Regions from separate parts of the Mus musculus genome. Here region 1 is linked to region 2. A link is a contact called in public HiChIP or PLAC-seq data. All regions are on one chromosome and are shown on one strand. The core of a region is the stretch at or near the end of the contact, and the rest is flanking DNA. Distances in the headings are between cores, read along the strand shown.

What was found. HiChIP or PLAC-seq counts read pairs in DNA pulled down with a chosen protein or histone mark.
Region 1: a contact with region 2 is called in a FOXA1 HiChIP or PLAC-seq map of pancreatic cancer cells. The contact joins two enhancer-like sites. A contact is called at or near these places in 1 of 39 promoter capture datasets (hematopoietic stem and progenitor cells), 3 of 115 datasets of contacts at active chromatin or transcription factors (embryonic stem cells, memory CD8 T cells and pancreatic cancer cells) and 1 of 9 other capture datasets (adipose tissue).

Annotation. Positions count from the first base shown.
Region 1 is chr9:46,184,002-46,187,081 of GRCm38.p6, forward strand. The region is part of intron 6 of Sik3 (SIK family kinase 3); the gene reads left to right. Among named protein-coding and RNA genes, the nearest start is that of Apoa1, 43 kb to the right of the region's middle. Within about 2 kb of position 1,385, at least 57 of the 459 cell types and tissues checked have an H3K27ac peak or open chromatin away from gene starts, as enhancers often do. A contact at or near this core is called in memory CD8 T cells and pancreatic cancer cells, where this site is marked.
Region 2 is chr9:45,850,008-45,852,934 of GRCm38.p6, forward strand. Bace1 (beta-site APP cleaving enzyme 1) reads left to right here. Exons shown (of 9, transcript NM_011792.6): 2 at 2,881-2,927. Among named protein-coding and RNA genes, the nearest start is that of Bace1, 13 kb to the left of the region's middle. Within about 2 kb of position 1,569, at least 119 of the 459 cell types and tissues checked have an H3K27ac peak or open chromatin away from gene starts, as enhancers often do. A contact at or near this core is called in memory CD8 T cells and pancreatic cancer cells, where this site is marked.

The DNA of each region.
Region 1 (3,080 bases), core at 135-2,634, 330 kb after region 2:
TATTGACACCGCCCTCCCCACTGCCACCAACAGCTTCCATAATTGTGTTTGTCTTAACCCTTGTCTCAGCTCCACATGCTCTAAATTGTTTTCCCACCTCCCATGTCATCATTGTCGTTGTTGTCGTCATCATTGTCATCATTAGCTGGCAGGGATGAGCGGTTTTGGATAAGTTTTGTTCACTGCTATATTCCCAGGCCATGGGGTAGTGTCTGGTGTCTAAACTCATAAAGATGTATTAAAGGAGGGAACTCATACACAGGTTTGTTAAAAATACAGTCTACGGGGGTGGGGGTGGGTACGGCCCACCAAAGCCCTTCCACAGGAAATACTCTCACTCAAACAATATCAAGAAATTACATTGTGCGTGTCTAATCTCAGCACTTGGGAGGTGAAAGCAGGAGGCTCAGGAACTGAAGGTCATTAGCTGCTCAGTGAGTTTGAGTCTAGCCTGGGCCACATGAGATCCTGTTTCAGTCCTTGCTCCACCCTTAAATACACACAAAAATAACTACATTTCTCTAAGGCTAGAGTTTGTGAAGTATTTTCCTGTATTTCGTCTGCTTTAAACCCTGCAGCTGTGCTCTGGAATTGTTACTATATACTATTTTCCTGCTTGCCGTGACGTGTAGAGAAGTGAGTTGCCTTGTAAAAGCCACACAGTTCACCCCAGTCAGCCACTCCTCGGATGCTGTATTGTTCTGCTCAACCTCACTGTTATAAAAAAGGGGGGGGCAGGTCAATAAACCACTTCCTCTGCTTTTCCAGTGTCCACAGTATTTCCTGTGAGGAGTTTGGATATCCTCCATCTTCCACCCCAGCCTCTCAGACCATGCAAGGCTCTTCAGGCCTCCCCAAAGCAGGCTGCTGAGCATAGCTCCTGGCAAATAACCTAGCTGCTGAAACCACGCTCCTAGTGAGTTATCATGAGTGCTGAAAGGCTCTGAGAATGGCAGCGTGATTGTCCCAAATAGTGATACTGTATAATCCCGGAGAGGAGATTCCCCAAGTGAATGAAACAATGCTCTGTAAGATGAAGCACAGAAAGCAAGAACCAGTGGAGGAAAAGAGCTGGCGGTCACCATCTTACTGCATGCTCGTTCTCATCCTCAGCGATGTGCATGTGCTTAGCTTTATCCTGTACCATAGACCTGAATCCCAAGACTCATCAGAGGCTGGTACTATCCATATGGTGAGGCACAGAGGAAAAGGAAATCATAGGATATTCCTTCAAGCATCATGGAGTTCAGTTTCAAGGGAAGTACACTTGAGAGTCTCACCCGGGGTCCTCTTTCTGTCTCTGGGCATAGCTGTGACTCACTAGACCTGGAATTAGCTCTTCCTGTGGAGGTCGAAGCTGTCAGGTCTGCTCTCCCTCTTTGTGCTTCTGTCTCTTTCCTATAGAGGGCAGTGTGGGTGAAAAACAAGACCTGTTCTCTGCTGTCACCACCTTGGCCTGAGCTTACTGATTTCTGTGAAAAGATGTAGAAACTCAGTCAGGGCTGAGAGAGCTTTCCACATTAGCCTGTGAAACACTAGAAGATCCTTTCCTCTATCTTTTATGGCCAAGTCAGACTCCAGAGTGTCTCCAGCTGGGAGATCAGTCTCTGAAGATGGACACTGTTTCTATAGTAACTGTGGGATGAAGTTGTCTTCTCATAGTAGGTCAAAGCTTGTTAGACACGAGTGTTCTTCCATAGCTGTCCTGAGATCAACTAAGGTCACATATTGTTACATGGCATTTGTCATGGGCTAATGAGTGTCATGAGTGGGTTTTAACTACCTAGTTTATTATGGCCTAAAACAACCAGATGTGTTTTACACAGCTGCATCTTCTGGAACCTAGAGGCACCTGGCAGGAATTACATGTCTTTTCAGTGACAATTTTGAATGAAATATGGAAGGAATCACAACGTTGGTCTTATGGTGGTGGATACCACTCAGGAGACAAAGGCAAGCAGATCCTGTGAGGTCAAAGCTAGCCTGCTCTACATAGCAAGTTCCAGGACAGCCAGGGCTACATAATAGAAACTCTGTCTCAATGTCCCAACCTCCCACCCCACCAAAAAAAGGAAAGTTGAGAAAGGACTTACTACTTAACTGTAGACTCTCCTGTCGCTTCGGCATTGTACTATTAAAGTGAGAGGTAGCTCCCCACCGATGGTTGGACACACTCAGGAAACCAATTGGCTTTATAATCTCTTGTTATTATTTTGTAGATGACTAGATCAAGTGACTTCTGGTTAGTTTGCAAAGGTATTTTGAGCCAGTCATCCCGGCACTCAGGAGGCTGAAGCAGGAGGAACATAAGTGAGTTGGACACCAGCATTGGTTACATAGGAGGTTGGAGGCCAGACGGGGTTACATAATGAGACCATCTCACAGCGAAAAACAAAACAAAACAAAACAAACTATTTGATTTACTGTAATTTGGCTCTCCTAGTCTCTGATAAATCATGTTTGTTACAAACCATGTTTGTTTTGTTTTGTTTTTAAGGTTTATTTATTTTTATTATGTATAAAGTGCTCTGCCTGTATGTATTCCTGCAGGCCAGAAGAGGGCACCAGATCTCATTATAGATGGCTATGTTGGAAATTGAACTCAGGACCTCCATAGCCATCTCTCCAGGCCCAGACCAGTGTTTTTGAGTGAAGCTTCTTGGATTGACCCAGAGCTCAGAGCTGTCATCCAGGGAGCATTTCAGCCTTTGCCACAAGATGATAAGGGGACTCATTTCCTTGAGCTCATATAAAATGAGACCTGGTCTAGCCAGTGTCAGCAGTGGCCACATCTGACTCCACCCACTGATGGAAGCCAGCAATATACACATTTGGTTACTAGATTCACTCCCTGATAATACATTTTTAAACCCTTGGATATGTGTTTTGCCTTATCCTCTTGTTAAATACCACCTATGAGCAAATATAGTCCAACCATTTACTTAACGGAAGGAAAATTAATTTACCATGAAGAAACTGCACTGATGCTGAGTGCATTGAGATCTCTTGTGGGCAATATTTTTGAGTCCTTATTGATTAGACTTCATTGGGACTTAATTAGCTGTAATATTGCATAAGCA
Region 2 (2,927 bases), core at 319-2,818:
CTCAGGCCTGCACCAAACTGAAAGGGAGAGGCTGCCAAGAGCTGCCCAAGGGGCTCAGTTAGAAATGTTGAAAGACAGCTCCAGAAATCATTTCTCAGCAGCAGGACCACATGCATAGCAGGAGCAGCCAGACATTGCTGCGGAGGGAGTCTCAACGTTTTCCTGTTTTGTTGTGGAGAGGGAGAGGCAAGAGCGATAGGAGTCTGAAGCCCTGGAAAAGGGCAGGCTGGGGAAGGAGAGGGGCCCAGGAGTGAGGAAAGTTGTTCTTTCTTGGCCTTAGCCCTGTTTGTCTGAGAGAAACCTTCCTCAGGTGGAAGAGTCAGACTGGGACCAGAGAGAAAACAAGGCTCAGGACCTTGTGGTAGAGAAGGAGGAACTCTGAAGAGAGGAGAGACAGGAAAAGGCCCTGGACAACGGGGTCCCTGGATAGAGGTTTCAGTCTAGTGTAAAGAAGTGGCCAATCTGCTCAAGCTAGCCTTTACACAGATCCCAAGTAGTGTCCCTCCCATGAACAGGTTACAGGGACTGTGTCAGGAGGGGACCCATTTCTGGTGCTCAAAGCTAAGCCCTAAAGGTACAGAAAGGGGTCCCGGTAAGCGGGGTGAGGCCTTTTAACCATTAACCCAGCTGGTTGAAATCTGCCATGCGGAGCCTCCAGGCTCTATCGATTATTTTAAAAGCACAGCCACTGTTAACTGGTGGCTGCCCAGAAACCAGGGAGAGGCACAGAAGTAGAGGTGGGGAGAAGCAGGCAGGGAGGAAAATGGGAGCCCAGCCAGGAGTGGGAGCCGGAGAGGAGGTCTGAGGTAGGATTCACGGCTTGGCCATCAATGTAGGGGAGGCTTTGGGGGTGATCAGAAAACCTAAGCTGGCATTGGAATCAGCCAGCACAGCCCATGGGCACTGCTGAGCCCTGAAGCCAGGAAAGGGCCTGGCAGATGGGACAAAACAAGCTCATGACCATGGTGACCTTCGCAAGGTGACTAGGTCAGAGCTTTGCTGACTTCACTGAGAAAGGAAGGGAAGGCCACTGGGAAAGCTGAGGTGCAGGGAGAGAGAGGGCAGAGAGAGTCCATGACAGGCTGCTGGGTTTTCCTGAGGACAGGGCCCTTTCCCTGATCCTCCTATACAGCAAAAACATCACGGTCTGGTGTGGCTGAGGGCAGGGTCAGGCCATCAGAGTCTGACTGCACCTGGCCTGCTATGTATGCACTCTGCTTCATAGTTAGTTTTACAAAGCTAATTTCATTTGTGAGGTGGCTAAATGGGGAGGTGAGGAACCCTCAGACTAAAGCTGGCTTCTGGAGAAGATCAGGTTGAAGGATGCTTGTGTGATAAAGAAACAGGGTTGCTATAACTTGGATCTAAACTGTACCCCAACGGACCATGTGTTTTCAGTGTGGTGCTAGTGGGAGGAAGTCAGGTAACTGGGGGTATACTCTAGGAGGAGATATTAGGACTCTGGCTCCTTCCTCTTCCTCTGCTTCTTGGCTGCGGTGGCAGGTCCCCTTTGTCACACGACGTACTATGTTGACACATACCAAAGCAATGTGGCCTAGTGACCACAGACTGAAACATCTGAAACCCTAAGCTATGTAGTTGAGGTGGGGAGGAAGGGGCAGGCACACGGTGGGTGGCATGTGCCTCAGCATCCTGGAGGTTGGGGAAGAATAAAGGATCAAAGTCACTCTCAGTTTCAAAGTGAGCTCAAGAGCCATTTTGGGTGACAGGAGACCCTTCTTTTAAAAAAAAAAAAAAAAGGCAAGGAAGAGAAGGAAGAAAAGAAGGAAGAGGAGGAGGAAACCAGAGACACAAAATACATTTTTACACTTTCCTAAGTTGCTTTAGGCAGGTGTCACCATGGTGGAAGCTAATACAAGTCACAGTGGAAAGTGACTGCAGGTAAGGAAAGGTGAAATGAGGGACAGTCTGCACATGCATAAACTTCATGACTCATCACAGGATGCATACATTGGCAGGATTTGCGGACAGCGGTTTTGGCTCTGTGATATCATCTGGTCATTTTTGGGAGTCCAGGGTCAGTGGTTTCAACCAGTTTGACCTAGAAGGCATCTCCAGGTTTGAAAAACAATTTTAAAACAACAACCAAAATCCTGAACAACCCTTACCAAGGTGGGTAACCAAACAGAAGAGGCTGCTATTTTTTTCCTTTATTAGTTAAGCGACTTCTAAAATCAGTGATGAGCACAGGTAATTGAAAGCAAATGAAGATACAGAGTTTATTTGGGTTTTTCATGAGTGTAATGTTCTCTTTGGTTTTTACAATTTAAAGAGGATGGTCCAATCCTCTTTGAAAAGGAAAAGAATATGATTCCTTTCATTAAGAGGAGTTGATCACAAGCAGTAGAGCGGGGGACACATTAGTAGAGGTGCTAGGAGAGAGCTGTGCACACACAGCCAGGACAGAGACACAGCTGTCTGTCCACTCTCAGCCATGGCACTCCTGGATGCCCATTCTTTCTGACGATGGCACACATAAGCTTAAGTAACTCAGGAGAAACCACATTATGGGTGTGGGGCATGGAGTCCCACACACACCTGGGTACCAATGTGCCCTACCCACTGATCCCACACATCTTTCCTTGCCAGTGCCAGATGGAGTGGATCAGCCGCAGCAGAGGCCTCTTGATGGCAGAGAGAAATAGTGACGATCAGGTGACAGGAAACACTAGCATGTCACAGACAGACGCAAGTGCAGTCTCTGAGGCTCAGGAGGACCCTCAAAGTCTGCCTGTGGCCTTGGTGCCAGTGCTGTCGGCCTGGCTGCTCTTATTCCGTGGACAGGTCCACCAGGACCACAGGCCGGTGGGTCCAGAGCCGTCTGTCTGCAATGTCTTTTCTCTCCCCTTTCTCTGACAGCTCAACATCCTGGTGGACACGGGCAGTAGTAACTTTGCAGTGGGGGC